2 separate regions of the Gasterosteus aculeatus genome follow, and region 1 is linked to region 2. The links are chromatin contacts, called in public Hi-C maps. All regions are on one chromosome and are shown on one strand. Each heading gives the region's core, a stretch centred on a gene start, on an enhancer-like site or on the middle of the called end of the contact. The rest is flanking DNA. Distances are from core to core; before and after follow the strand shown. Region 1 has its middle 50 kb from the start of LOC144409423. Region 2 overlaps mymx (myomixer).

The links. A called contact is a pair of places that touch in the nucleus more often than the background predicts.
Region 1: a contact with region 2 is called in a Hi-C map of skeletal muscle, with 4 times the contacts expected there. The contact joins two enhancer-like sites. A contact is called at or near these places in 2 of 6 Hi-C or Micro-C datasets (skeletal muscle and tail fin).

What each region holds. Positions count from the first base shown.
Region 1 is chr6:7,338,215-7,345,438 of fGasAcu3.hap1.1, forward strand. No RefSeq gene overlaps it. Among protein-coding and RNA genes, the nearest start is that of LOC144409423, 50 kb to the right of the region's middle. Within about 2 kb of position 1,282, at least 2 of the 9 cell types and tissues checked have open chromatin away from gene starts, as enhancers often do.
Region 2 is chr6:7,238,267-7,245,453 of fGasAcu3.hap1.1, forward strand. mymx (myomixer) reads left to right here. Exons shown (of 34, transcript XM_078104021.1): 22 at 289-472; 23 at 555-710; 24 at 844-1,230; 25 at 3,083-5,098; 26 at 5,409-5,543; 27 at 5,667-5,741; 28 at 5,825-5,911; 29 at 6,021-6,112; 30 at 6,211-6,296; 31 at 6,388-6,445; 32 at 6,525-6,742; 33 at 7,145-7,187. Among protein-coding and RNA genes, the nearest start is that of ntpcr, 11 kb to the right of the region's middle. Within about 2 kb of position 5,810, at least 1 of the 9 cell types and tissues checked has open chromatin away from gene starts, as enhancers often do.

The sequences.
Region 1 (7,224 bases), core at 32-2,531, 95 kb after region 2:
TAGCTGAGTTATGTCGAGGGCCCGCGGCCTCACTCCTATCCAGGAGATAGACGAGGTTCCCATTTAGAAGTGGAGATCTTGCAGGAAGATCCTCCTTCACCACCAAAGGGCATCAGGAGGATTTGGGGCAGGTCAACTTCCAGATTCACACACTGCCAGTTGACGGCAAGGGGGTCTGAGTCTGAGATGAAGAGGAGATCTGAAGCAGCCTCAAAGATCACCCCCCTCTCTGGAGCCTGTGGGGCCGTCTGTGGACTCCCTGCACACCGCGCGCAATTACCCTTTTAAGCTTCCCGAGCACAATTACCTTTTGGTCCTAAGCAGGGCAACACATGGCACTGCAATAATGTAGGGAATGGTCATTGATGGCTGCTGTGTGTTTGTTTGCAGAGGTGGGGAGGAGTGTTGCGTTAGTAACACTACCCTTTACCCCGTCTCCCGGTTGGAAAGACCATACTGTGATCAAAGGTTCTTTGAAGATCCGTCTTTATGGAGGTAAAATGGCAAAAACACTTTAGTGAGGTTTTTTTTTTTCATCTTGTAAATCTACGTGTTATCGATCTCTGTGGCAGCTGTACTTTGTTGGGTGCTATTTGGACATTTTATCAAGGGAGCTTTCACTGATATTAGAATGAAGTCTTTAGATCATCTGAAATAACTGTTGATTTGACGCCATCATCTCATCTGATTATCGTTTTCTTTTAAGTTTCTTAGTAGCGAGGTCTCTCTGAGATTTAACTACATTTAAGTACCAATATTTTAACAGAGGAAGTGCCCATGGTAGAGCTGGGCTATATGAAGGGAACCAAATATCAAAAGAACTTTTACCAAATACTAGGGCGGACGCATTCAGATAACATTTACACAATCTTTGAGAAGTAATCGGCAGCAATGTGCATATTAACGCTGTAATAAGTGGATAAAGTTAAAACAGTCTACGTTTAGAAAATGCCATCACTTTCCCATGTCACAATATGGACATTGCTAAAGGACAAATTACAAGTTGTAAGACACTTAAATTGAAATGGAATTTAAAAACCTCCACAACCGTGTAGGTGGTGTGTGTCTCTGATGGAGTGTGTGTGTGTGTGTGTGTGTGTGTGTGTGTGGGTGTGTGGGTGAATGCTCCTCATGTCCTTCCTGTGAGAACGCGCTGCTCGGCGCCATCCATTGTCAGAGATGGTGAAGTGATTAATTTCTGCGTCAGGTCCTGGGCTGATTGGACACGCCTTTGGGGAGAGAGCTGGATTGATTGGACGGTTCCTGTTTCTGTATAGATGGAGTGGTACTGGGGGGAGGCACACGGATGCTCTCTGTCCCCCTCTCTCCCGCTCTCGCTCGCTCCCCAGAGATCGTCCGCAAATTAATACAAATCGGAGCCCTCTTCTCCGCCCGAGCCTCGCCGCTCACCTTCCCCCCAGGTAGGAAATACAGAGAGGACGATGGAGCAGGTGCAGCCAAGTGCAGAGCAATCGGAAGAGAAATGATTGGAATATCAGCGAGTGAGTGCTTTTGTGCTTGAGAGACTGCGTGCGTGTGTGTGCGTGTGCGCAAAAGGAGGGAAACGCGTATGAAAAACTGATATCACAAGGACTTGGGGGATAAAACATATGGTGTTTCAGCTCTGCTGCTGATACCTGTGGGATTAAAGAGCTCTACTGTATGCCTTGGTTAAACATCTGGACAGATGTTTTGAAAATGTGCAACTGTCATTTTGGGCAAAGTCATTCGCACGCCAGGCTTAACGGATTTCCAGGAACCTCGTTTAGTCGCACAGCAGAAGAAAGCCCACCGCGTGCTCGTGTGAACCCGCGTGACTTTGAGCGGGTTATTGTTGCGGCGTCGGGCCACACAAAGCGGGCAGGAACCGCACAGCGGTGGTGGCAGACTGACCCCTTCTGGCGCGGACCGTCCCAGTCTGACTGACTGGTTTGTGCTGCTGGTTCTGTCTTACTGGACAAGAAGACCTTGTTTAATAATCGCCCTCGTGAAACGTGACTTTGTGGCGCCGTCTGTCAGTTCTCAGCGGCTCTTTCTGAAGGTTGTCTGTCTGTTAGTCACCATTTAACTGTGTGGACTCGTATTGTATTTAAGAAGAAAAGGCACGACAAGCCAATTCAAATAAAGAATATTTGACGAGTTTTTAAGTTCCCTTTAATTGCAGTTTTTCTTTTCTTTATTATGATTTGTATTGTAGTCCATTACTTGAAGTGCCGCCCTGATGGACGATACCTCGTCCTCTATATTGAATGTGTATTTGTTAAATGGCTTTATTGATTAAACTCTATGCTGAGGGCTTGTCTTTCGTTATTAATGGAATCCAATTCTTTCTGGGCAGAGCCCTATCGATCTGTCCCTCACATTCTACTTTTCAAATTCACCACGCGAGCCTTTCCACTTGATTAACGCGGCCCGTCTGGTCTTACCGTGCGACGTCTGTGGTCGTTGTTTTGTGGGTCCGTGGTGTAATGCATTGTGTTAACCGCGCGCGACACTAAGCCCCCGGGGGACAACAGTGACAGTTCAGATTGACAAATCCTTTTCATCTCCCTTTCATAACCCCGCTGTGTCATGAAGCGCAGCCTTTGGCCCGCGCCCAGCGCAGCGCCGTCACAGTGACCTTGGCCCGTCTCTTGTTGGCGCGGCGGACGCGCGGAGATTAGCGGGCGAGTGTCCGAGTCCAGCAGCTTCCTCCGTGATGACGCCTACGGTCCGGGCTGCCAAATGAGCCGCAGCCAGCGGAGCTCAAGTGAGGGAAGAAACTCAAAGACAGAAATATGATGAGCAGGTAGGTTTTTTGGGGGGGGGGGGGGTTAGGCGATGCTGTCACAGCCAAATGAAAGCAATGTTTGGCACTGCGCTGGGTAGTCACCCAAATGTCAGAAAGTGGGTTTATACGTTGGCCACTCGTGTCATTTGTTTAAAAAAACAATCTCCATCTGCACCCCTTTGGATCAATTATTAGTCAACATGCGGAAAACTGTTTCCCAATATTAAAATTCTCACCTGCCACCCAACAAAAAACTAAAACTTCCTAAAATGACAAATAGTTACCCCAAAAGAGCACTATGCTAGGTCAGCATCATTTTATATTTCTATGTGTGTGACCAAGTGATATGCATCACGTTAATAATATCGGCTTTGCTGGCTATATTTTCAACCCCCAAACCGATTCCCTTGAAGGTCACCTCGTGTGCGCTCTAATATATGCAACGGGTATTTCAGCTTTCTATTTCGGCCGTCTTAAAATTCTTCTTTTTATCTGCGTTTCCACAATGTTTGAATGAAAAATGTTTCCTGCTGTGCTCGGGAAAAAATATGATTATTTAAAAACTGCCTAAAGCTATTTGTTTTACCCCAACTTCCCGTTTACATAGTTAATTGCTTCTGATTGGACAGCTCCATGTTTAAAATCGAGGAACCCCGTTCAGTAAATCACTAGTTTATACTAGTTGTAACCAAAGACTTCGTAAGTGCCCACAGGAAGGGGCCCCGTGTAGGGGGTTGCGGATGGCTTGTATCATGTAAGCACCTTGGGCTGACGCCACGTACGGAGCTGGTTGACAAGTTGTCACGGTCACCAGGCCTCAAAAATGAGCATCACATGTGGGGCTCGCATGGACGATCCGGCCCTATTTCATTCACATGTTCCTCCCCCGGGCTTCACCGCTGTCATCCGACGCACTCGGATGCAATCAGTGTATCGGGGAGCAGATCTCATTCGCTTCACAAGGCCTGATTAATACCCGTCCTGGTGTTTACTCAGGTAATAATGGTTCTTGTATATAGGTCAGTCGGCGTCTGGCCGTCCTCGTACGGTTTTGGCCTAATGCAGCAGGAGGACTGCGGGGCTACAAGTGTGTCGCAGAAGGATCCTTTCAACTCCCTCGTCGGTCGGCATCCACATGCAAGCGCGTCTTTGTGCCTCGGCCTTTTAGTGAAGTGGTCCATTGTGCTGCAGTCCATGAGCTCATGAACCCCTCTGTGCCCCCCGAGGAACTCTACTGTCCAAAATGGAGCAACGGCACAGTTAAGACTAATGTACCCTTGATTGGTGTATATGGCAGATCATTTAAAATGGCCTCTGTGATTTAGATTTTGGACCTCGCTGTGCTTTAGGGCAGTTGCCTTATTGTCAAACTGAATGAAATGTGGCTCCTAATCCTCCAGTGAGCGTATTTTTCCCCCCCGATGAAACCTGTATCTCCACGGGGCAGAACAACGTGCAATCCCCCCTCTCCCTGGGCTCCTCTAATCACCTCTAAATCAGATGCCTTCAGCAGTTTTCACAGGACAATAGTGTGGCCACTGATAAGCCCTTCAGGCGAATCACCATACGGGACGAGAGCGGGAGGTATCTGTAGCAAAATTGGAGCACCATATGTTTCTCAAATGTTTTTTTTGATAATAATTTCCCTGTTATGAGCATATACACAAATGGAGAGACAAAAGCCCAAGATTTGCTCAGCAGGCTCCTTACTGATGAAAGACGTCATTGTCGCGTACGCGCACACACACGCACACACACACACACACACACACACACACACACGGCAGAGAACTTGGTGTCCATGGTTCACGTGTGGCGCTCACTTTGAAGCTCCTCTAAATGTCGATTCCATTTTTTTTGAAAGCATATTGCAGCAATCTCCTCCGCTCACACCTTGATTCTCCGCTTGAGTTAGTAACCTGCTTCAGATTCAGATTTTTCAAAATAAAGTAGAAAAAATGCCATGCACTCATTTTCATGCATCCAACACAGCCTTTTGTTCATGATGGACTATGGCTGCTGTTTGTGTAGCAATTTTAAAAAGCACCACCCGCATGCCTGGAATCCATCCAGCTGAGAGATGGAGGAGACGCTCGCCACTCTCTTCTGCTCTCAGCACGTCGTTTCATTCTGACGACAATTTCAGCTTAACACGACGTATTTAAGTTAACAGTTTGACTTTTTTTGTGAGATTCACAGCTACTTGCTTTAAGTTTCCCGCTGAGATTCCAAGAAGTAAATCAACTCAGACAAGATATTGTCCTGCTCATTCATTCATTCATTTATTTTGCAGGGACAATGCACACCAATCAACATTTGTACTGTAAGTGATCCAGAGTAAGCCGGAGAGGCTAATTCCCATCTGCTGTCCCCGGCCAGATGTTATTAAGGTTGCCTGAAATAACAAAATCTCAAAAGGAAATGCACTTTCTTCTGCAGGGATTAAACCAGCAGAACAAAGGCGATGTGTCCTGTAGTGAGATTTGTGCTCGTAGGTGCAACTTGGACAGCGTCGGGTTAGCTTTTTCCCCGTTTCCAGTCCTGATGCTAAGGTAATTGGCAGCAGCTTTATACGTGACCTGCAGACATGAGAGTGGTGTTCAAGTTCTTGGCGAAATCTCGGGACAGATTGGGGTCAGTGTTTTTACCAAAATACAGTGTACTGGACTGTGTGGTGAAAGACAAGCAGCACTTTGTTAGTATGTTGATATGTTGTGGCAGTTCTAGTGGAGGGCGTCTGTCACTCTGAATATCTCAGCCCAGCGGTGCAAGAAGTCAATAAAAACAAAGAAGTTTCCTCTTCAAAAAATGCAACACCAAGATATCCAGCGTCTTGATAACATGGTTTATTGCAAAGAAGCCGAATTTATATGAACTATTAAAATATTTATATTGACTTTGCATGTCTTGCGCTCCATTACGATTTCACGAAGCATTATTCCACCGAGCCCAGCAGCGCTGCGGTTCCGAATCATGAGGTATTGGGTTGTGCGGGAGTCACGGGGGTCGGAGATGGGCACATTAGTCATATCCGGAGAATGGCAGCAGTGGAGAGTGCTGCCTCCTGCCGAGGAGCAGAGAGCCTGGAGGATCCCGTTTCAGCAGATGGGGGTGTGTTCGCAGGGCAGAGGCAATTAGGCCAGCGATAATCCTCCATCTGCTTTCCTCCATCGCCGACCCGTCAGCCAGAAACACTGCTGCCCCCCGAACCCAGAAGACTGGGCACCCACCGCAGCGACAAAAACCCTGACTGAGCACGATGAAACTAAAATAAACCAGTCAGCCTTTTTTTTTTCTTTTTTTCTCTTAATTGCAGTACAACGGTCTTTGTTGCCTTTTCTTCACCTGTGCTTGCTTCCTTTCAGGTTTGGTTCCTCAGCACTTTCTTCTCGGTTTCAATACTTTTCTTCACTTCCCTGAAGAACTGAGGCGTGAGCATCTTGTATCTGCATCTTAATGGCACATGTATGCGCAGGCTGTAAATAAAATAGGCAGAATAGACACAAACATATTTAGTCACACTGCCTGTGTTAACATACTGGCTCCATCAAGATACTGGTGTTATATATCTACATAAATAGACCCTATCCGCCCCTTTCATGGTTAAACAAGACTTTGGACCAGGCTTATACATTGATCCGCTAATATGACCAACGCAGTATTTAAGGGTGCGACAAAGTGTCCCCCGATGTCCCAGATCAGTGGGAGCCAACATGTGCTGGATGTTAAAGAAGAAATTACGAAGAAGAGCTTTTCAATATTGTATAACTTAAATCTATCTTAGTTTTTTTTGACTGTTTATAGGCAGTTGCTTTAATTATGAGGAGGTCTTTAAACGAAGTAGTTCAAATAGTTTGTAATTCATTCATTCATTTCACAATCTAAATTATAAACTGCATATTTTTAATGGCAAAAAGGGTTTCAGATTTTGTAAATAAACTTATTAATTGAAATAGCAATTGAAATGACCTCTCCTCCAAACCCCCGGTGTTACAGATGAATGCTGCACATTTGCTTCCCGATGGTAAAATCAGGCAAATTTGTTCTGGATGTCAAGCAATGAGCAAAGGAAGTCACGGTGACTGTGCACATGCTGAACATAAAGAGACCATCTGCTGGAACGTTCTCCCTGTCTGGAAAAGACATGACATTTCGCTGGTTGCTTTGAGCTGTCTGTCACTTTCGTTCATCATTTATCTTTTTCTGTCTTTTTCTGTCTTTTAACCACTGCAATGAGTATAGATTATTTGGATTATAATGTGCTTTAGTCCTCCAGATTCAGAATCTAAGTGGCACGTACGGTTGCTAATTTAGGCATTTTCCATAAAAATGAGACTTCTGCGACAAGAGGAGACTGGGTTTATTTTTGGACATGGCGGCTTTAAAGTCCACACAGTGCAGGTCAAGAGAGTTCTGAACTAAAATACACAATATGCTGTATTATGGGGAAAAAC
Region 2 (7,187 bases), core at 4,560-7,059:
CCAGACATTCTTTTCGCAATCCTCTTTCCATTACAATAACTAACTCAATGGGACGAACAGGATGTTCTCGTTGTCGAGAGAAGGTCCCTGGTGAAATGTATCATCTAAGACGTGCGGAGGAGGTCAGCGCTCGTTTCCTGGGCCGAGTGTGACAAGGCGATGAATGTCTGTTTTATCAGGGAGAGTCTGGACCTTCTCATCCCTTTTGCTTTGTTTTTTGACAGCCCTGTTCCTTGTCTCCTCCACCCTACCCCCTCCCCCCCAACCCCAACCCTCTCCTCTCAACAGCTCGTGGACGGAAGACACCAGGTCGAGCATATTCTCCGACACCGCCTTGCATCTCGGGAGGGAGGGCCAGAGGCCTCTCGCTGCCGAGCTGGACACGCAGATTGAGCAAAAGTTTGAGGAGTTCGATGAGCTGGCGGACGCGGGGCGGCATCTGTTAGACAAAGAACACCACCTCACACAGATGGTGAGCGTGACTTATGACTCACTGCGATCCTTCCATATATTGTTGGTCGATGTTTTCACTAACCCCGAGTAATGTGTTGCAGGTGAGGGAGCGCATGGAGGAGCTGAGGAGTATGCTCGGGTGGATCTCAGTGCACTGGAGGGCCCAGAAACAACAGTGGCTTCACAAGAAGAGCCAACAGGAGCCTCCACAAGATAACATTTATTCCGAAGCCACAGCGTGGACTCCACTGGCAGAGGTAAAGAAAAAGCAGAGGCCTTTTTGCACAACTCATTATAAAACTTATTTTATAGCCTGAAACAGTGCTGAAGGCACATAAAACAACGACAACTCAGTAACAACAGGTCAACTTTCCATTGCTTCCTACACAGATTTTATCTCCTGAGCTGGAAGCCCACCAGCCCCTTCCGTCCCGCTTCGTCGTGGCCAATTACGACGCCTTAAAGGCAGCAGCAGACGGCCAACCCTCGTCGCTAGCGTCCAGACGGGCCGAGCAGCCCGAGGAGAAGCCGTTAGACGACGGGTACGAGGTTATGAGCGGTATCGGCCAGCAGGACGCCCACACCCCCTCCTCAAAGTCTCCCAAATCCGCCATCGTGGTCCTCAAAGAGCCGAGCAGCCCCGCTTTAGGGGGCACGGTGAACCTCATCCTGAGTTTCGGGGGACAGGCGGACAGCCAGGCTCAGGCGCTTGACCCCCCGCGTGCTAGGACGGACGAGGTAACGGAGGAGGACCCCGAGCCTCAGGGCGTCCACAGGGTGAGAAACGCACCCGTCGCTTCACACTGAAAGTCACCAAGCACCACTGTCGGTACCTGAAGGGGATTCTGTTAGTTTTCCAGGTGCCAACGCACACGCACACCTGTTCTCTGTAAGGCCACTGCATGGGATCTCCCCGCCTGCCTCTCTGCCTCTCCTCTGGCCTTCACGTGTTGCTTTTCCCCTCCTTTTCTCCCTCAGCCCACTGTGCCTCAATCCTCTGCCTGTAAAAGCTTTTGGAGGCGCTGCCAGGGGCTTTTGGAAAATACTTTCGGTAGTTTAAAGAGAAAGAGAACGATTTATCGGCAGAGTGCAAACGAGGTAAACAGCGTGGTGTGAATCGGCGCTGCATGCTGCGTCTCAAAGTGTGCCGGGGACCGCATGCTGTGTGTAGTTGTGTTTTTGGGGGCGAGGGCGGGGGGGGGCAGCATGCTTTACTAACCCTTGTTACAAGCTACAGTCAGTCCTCAGATTCACTTGTGCCAAAGTGCTATCACCTCTGAGGGTCACTGCGGCTGGAAAATGTAATGTCAAAAGTCATGATTTCCTACTTAACTGCAGTCGTAAATGCAAATCCCAAACCAAAAAGAAATCTATTTTTAATGAAGCACATTCGAATGGGATTTGAAAGGGGATTTTACAATTCATTTGAGGAAATACAGACGTAGTGACACAGGTGCAGTAGTACTATTATGTGAACTCCAATGAACTGTTTTTAGAATACAGCACCAGTCAAAAGCTCGGACACACTCATTGAATTGAATGAGAAAATGAGTCCAAACCTACTATACTATATACAGTATATAAGTAATGTCTACCCGGTACTTAGTCTTATGCGCGCCCAAAAAGTGATGTCAGAAACTGCATTCAAAGGAGTCATACATTCCAGCGCTACGAACAAGGACTTATCTGAGTACGCCCGAGGCGCCGTTAACGAATCTGCGTCTTTGAGATTGTGAATGTGGCGCCACCTCATCTGTCAGCAGCCATTCGGCCCGGTCAGCTTGTCTGGTGTGAACTCGGATAAATAGTTACTGAATATCAGACAATGAATCAAAACCTTGCTCCGTCATCAGAACTTCTCTTGGGAACTCGTTCAACGGGCCGGGCTCTATAGCTGCAGGGCGGCGATGGCAGATATGGAATGAGGCCGATGAGTACGAGAGAACCGACCCAGTCTCCTCCCCGCTGTGAATGTTGACAGAAGCTCCTTTCTTCTCATTCTGTTATTCCTCCGCGAGCTTGACACAAACCTGGTCTTGTCTGGCTTTCCGCCGCTGTGCCTCAGTTGTGTAAAATAAGTGACCTCATTTTCACTTCCTATGGAAGTTGTTCTCCAGCTTGGACTCGGGCCCGATTGAGTCCCGGACGCCGACACAGGCTCACTCTTCCTACTGAGAACTGGTGCTGAACTTCTCAAGAAAGGCCCCCAGACTGCACACTATGATTTATAGTCTGGGCCTTCCGCAGAAACAAGAGATTAGTCACAGAGTTGAAAGGTCAAGCCATTACAGCTGCATATGACGGCATGTTCAGCTACATGTGACTTTAATTAAGTCCTGCAAGCGTGCGATCATTTCTGTGTTATTTTGTCCTTTCATCTCATTTTCATGTCATTTTTTTTAACCATTTATATATATATATAAATATGTATATATACTGTGTGAGGTTTGCATATTTCCTGCATCCGTCATCTTCTTGGATGTGTGCGACGTGGAAGCAAGCAAGCTGATGTTTTGTCTCTCGTTCGTCTGTAACACGTAAAACTTGCGGTTTACTATTTGCGGCGCAGCCTCAACGGTTCGCCGCCACGCCAGAGGCCCCCCCGCTAACATCCTTTTCTTTCTTCCAGGTAAGTACCTACCTGCATGTCAAGGATAGCAGCCTGGCTGCGGTCCCCGTGTACGAGAGTATCACCTTTCCCCGCCAAAAGAGCCGCTCTGCAGCCTCGGCCTCCCCAGCTTTCTCCGCGGCCTCCTCCTCGCCGCCGCCCTCGCCGCTTCAGTTGGCCAACGTGACCTTCCGCCACCCGGCGGGGAGCGGCGGCAGCTCCCTCTTCAGCAGCCTCAAGAGAATGGGCAAGAAGAGGAAGAGGAAGAGAGACGCGCGCAGGCACACCATTCAGAAAATCATGGGGGTGGAGGAGCGGCCGGGGGGGAGGCCGCGTTACGACTGCGAGGCGATCACGTACGACACGCGCACGTGGCCGCTGAAGGAGGCCAGAAGGAAGAAGAGTTCCCAGGAGAGTGGGGAAGCGGTCGAGGCTCTGGCCTACATGAAGAACCCCCTGCTGACGGACATCGACACCGAATGCGCCGGAGAATACAGCATCATTCCGTATGCCGTCTCCGAGGGGACGACCACAACTCACGCGAGGAGCCACTGCAGGTTCCTCTCTCTGGGCTCCGTGCTGAGCATCGACCTGCCCAAGGACATGACGCTCATCCCCAGCATTCAGGACATCATTACCATCGCCCCACCGGAGTGCAAAATAGGAGCAGGCACTGATCCGGACCCCCACTCCCAGAGACACACGGCCCTGAGCTCCTTCAAACAGAGTCGGCCCACTCCTGCCGTCGCACGCGGCTCGGCGGAGCTCAGTTTTCCCGCCGCAGTGAAAGATCCGCCCGACGTGGAAAAGATTCCCCGAACACAACCTCCGGGCTCCTCGGAGGACGTCGAGGATCACAGGGTGCCGCGCAACGGCCTTTCTAAAACCCAGTCCGGCCCTCGCAGGTGCGCGGAACAGGCGCCGGACAAAACGGCGTCCGGGGTCAGAACCAGCACGGCCGAGAGAGATGCCAACAGCCAGCATTCCCATTGCCCCATTTACGTGAACCATGCCGGGAATACAGCCGCACAGTCACACGTGTGCCCAAGTGTCCACACGCTCATCCGCGACCTAAACGGACACCCGTACCACAAACATCCAAGGCCCCGGATTGTGCGCGACGAGAGCCCCGGGCCTCAGAGCCCCAGACCTCAGAGCCCCAGACCTCAGAGCCCCAGACCTCAGAGCCCCAGACCTCAGAGCCCCAGACCTCAGAGCCCCAGACCTCAGAGCCCCGGACCTCAGAGCCCCAGACCTCAGAGCCCCAGACCTCAGGGTCTGAGCCAGGCTTCTCACATGGTCGTGAGTCTGAAGTCCACGGTGAGCGTTCGCCAGGACTCCGTGGATTCCGGGATCTCCACCTCCAGCAGCATCAAGCTCTGCAACGAGGCGCTGTGTGCGGATAAGCCGCAGCCCAAGGGCGTGGTGGGGAGGCTCATGTCCTTCCAGGTGGCAGGTCTGGACTGCGCCGCAGCGAGGGAGGACCCCCTCCCGACGGCCGCGGCTCCGCCGGCGGAGCCGGAAGCGGAGCCCGTCCGCCTCGACCGGCAGCAGTTTGAGGAGGAGGAGGAAGAGCTGGAGGACATCTGGAACCGGACCACCAACTCCAGGCGCAGCGTCTGCTCGGACATCATGTACCAGCCCAACCACGGACCCTCAGACCAGTCTGGGGAGCCCGTCTCCCGCTCAGCTTCACCCGAGACCCCGGCTGAGCGCTACAGGAACCTGGTCACAGCCTCAGCACCCAACCTCCCGGTGGCAGAGTTCAAACTTCAGAGCTTGCTGGGTTACGACAAGGAGCAGAGGCCCAAAGGTCGCCTCCCTCCACTGGCCACAGGGGACAGGAGGTCCTGGGCAGCCTTTCCGAACACGGAACCCGCAGGCAAGAACGCCGTCTCTGTGAACGAGACGGCATCGGATCCGGTGAAGCTGCCAGATGTGGGGGACAATCCGAGATATATCTATCAATACAGAGAGGAGGAAGAGGAGGAGGCAACGGTGGGGGAGGAGGTGGAGGAGCATGCAGGTTCTTTGAAGGTACGGTCAGCGTTTGAGATACTGTGACGTTAAAACCTTAGAGACTGTAAAAAATGAAAATCTCTGTTTAAAGCCATGAGGATCCAAATGTTGTTTGCTCACAGCGACCACTACAATAAAGGTGTTGACTGCGTTGTTCTGTGTAACAACACTTGTAATATTATTAAATCAATTCTAGAATATAAACTGGGTCTACATAGTAACACATTGCCCCGATACTGTAGATGAGCCGTAGCATTTTACCCGGTTCTGCTGTTGATGTGGACGGCCTGCATGAGAACCTGCTATCTCATCTCCTCTTTCCGAACAGGAACAATCGATGAGTCTCCTCTCAGTTCATATGAGTTTGGATGCCGTGTGTGGCCAAAGAAAAGCCTCGCAGAGCCTGGATGACATGGAGAAGCAGGAAGGCTCTCTGGCCACAAGAGGGCGTCCTATCAACCTGGTAAGAGCCACTGCAACGAGACAAGCTCCTACGCCTTTTCTGAGATTTAGCTCTTATGAGGAACCACAGAGTGGAGTTGCTTGTGTTTTTTGTCTTGACATCAGTGTTCACTTTACCTCTCAGAGTGGGAAGCCCGAGCCGCAGTCTATGGAGGCCACTCTGGAGAGGAAGCACAAGCTGCAGCTGGGGGGAAAGAAAGTAAGACTTTCTGAGTAAGCCGGCGCGGTCAGCGAACGTAAAGCCCGCAGTAAGCAGCACACACTCTTATCTTATTTTCACAGGCTGCCTCGAGGGGCTGGAACTCCTACCATGCCGTTCTATACAGACACACCCTGTGCTTCTACCAGGACAGAAAGGAAATTCTCAGGGTAAGCAGAAAAAAAAAAAAAACACGACAATAAGAGCCCCAGAGAAGCGAGATGATGAATAATTGGGATAGCATGAAGTCAGCAGTGATGAATCCGTGTTACGCCGCAGAGTTCCGCATGCGGCCTGCCGCTGAACCTCGCGGGAGCCGAGTGTTCACCCGCCCCGGAGTACACCAAAAAGCCCAACTGCTTCCGACTCCGGTGAGACTCTAATGGCCACTAATGATAATGACGATGCTGTGCAGATGGCGTGTCCGACCGAGGATGTAACATTTTTTTTTTCCATTCCCCCCCCCCAGGCTCCGGGACGGGTCTGAGTATCTGCTCAACGCCTCCTCCCGCTTTATGCTGAAGAAATGGATGATGAAGATACAAGCAAGCACGGGTGAGCGTTGTTATTTGGAGGCTATTGATTGCTACGCCTGAACTGGCGTCGAAATGTTGTGAATCATTTGTCTTTATTTGGTTCTTGAAAGGTCTGAGCGAGACTCCGTGTTCGAGCGTCCCCGCTGATCAGGACCTCCCTGTTTCCACGTAAGACACAGCGCTTACTCCAGATTTGGTGCTTTCAATATTTAATGTTATTAAAACTCCCCCCTCTCCCCCATCCCAGCAAGCCCTCCCTTTGCTCCACCTGTCACGGCACCAAATGCCAATGCTCCTGCCGCCGCGACGTCACCTGCACGTTCCCCAGGCGCGAGCCGCCGGGCGGCACCCCCCACGCCAAGGAGACGTTTGTCCTCACCAGGGAGTTCAGTCACATGCCACAGACTCGTTTGAGGAGTGTGGACGAGCGGTCGACCGTCTCGTCCTCGGCTGCAGGCCGCCGCGGTAAGGCCGTCCGCTGTGCTGCATCTGCTCCACATTCACACTCGGCATGACAGGCCCCGCCCTCCATTGTTTGCTGCCGAAAGGCCTGCGCCGAGCCGCTGGTGGTCAGAGGGACGCGCCCTGGCACGGCAGCTATTGATGCGAGAGGGTTTTTATGATTTTAGTGCTCTTTTAATCGGCAGTTAACCGTTGAGAAATGTGTTCCGGGTGTAATTTAGCCATGTAGTGTTTCAGACGTCCATCACACGTCCTCCCATCATGCGAGAAAATGGGGACTGGCTGTGTTCCACTAGAGGGAGCTATTGTATTGAATTAAACAACTGGAGTATCACAGGAGCTCACATCTGTTGCTCTTCTGCTGCTCTTAACGCCTGCTTTTGATAATCTCTCGCCTCTCGCTAGATGATGATGATGAAGACAGTTTGACGGTGACTCACAGGCCGTC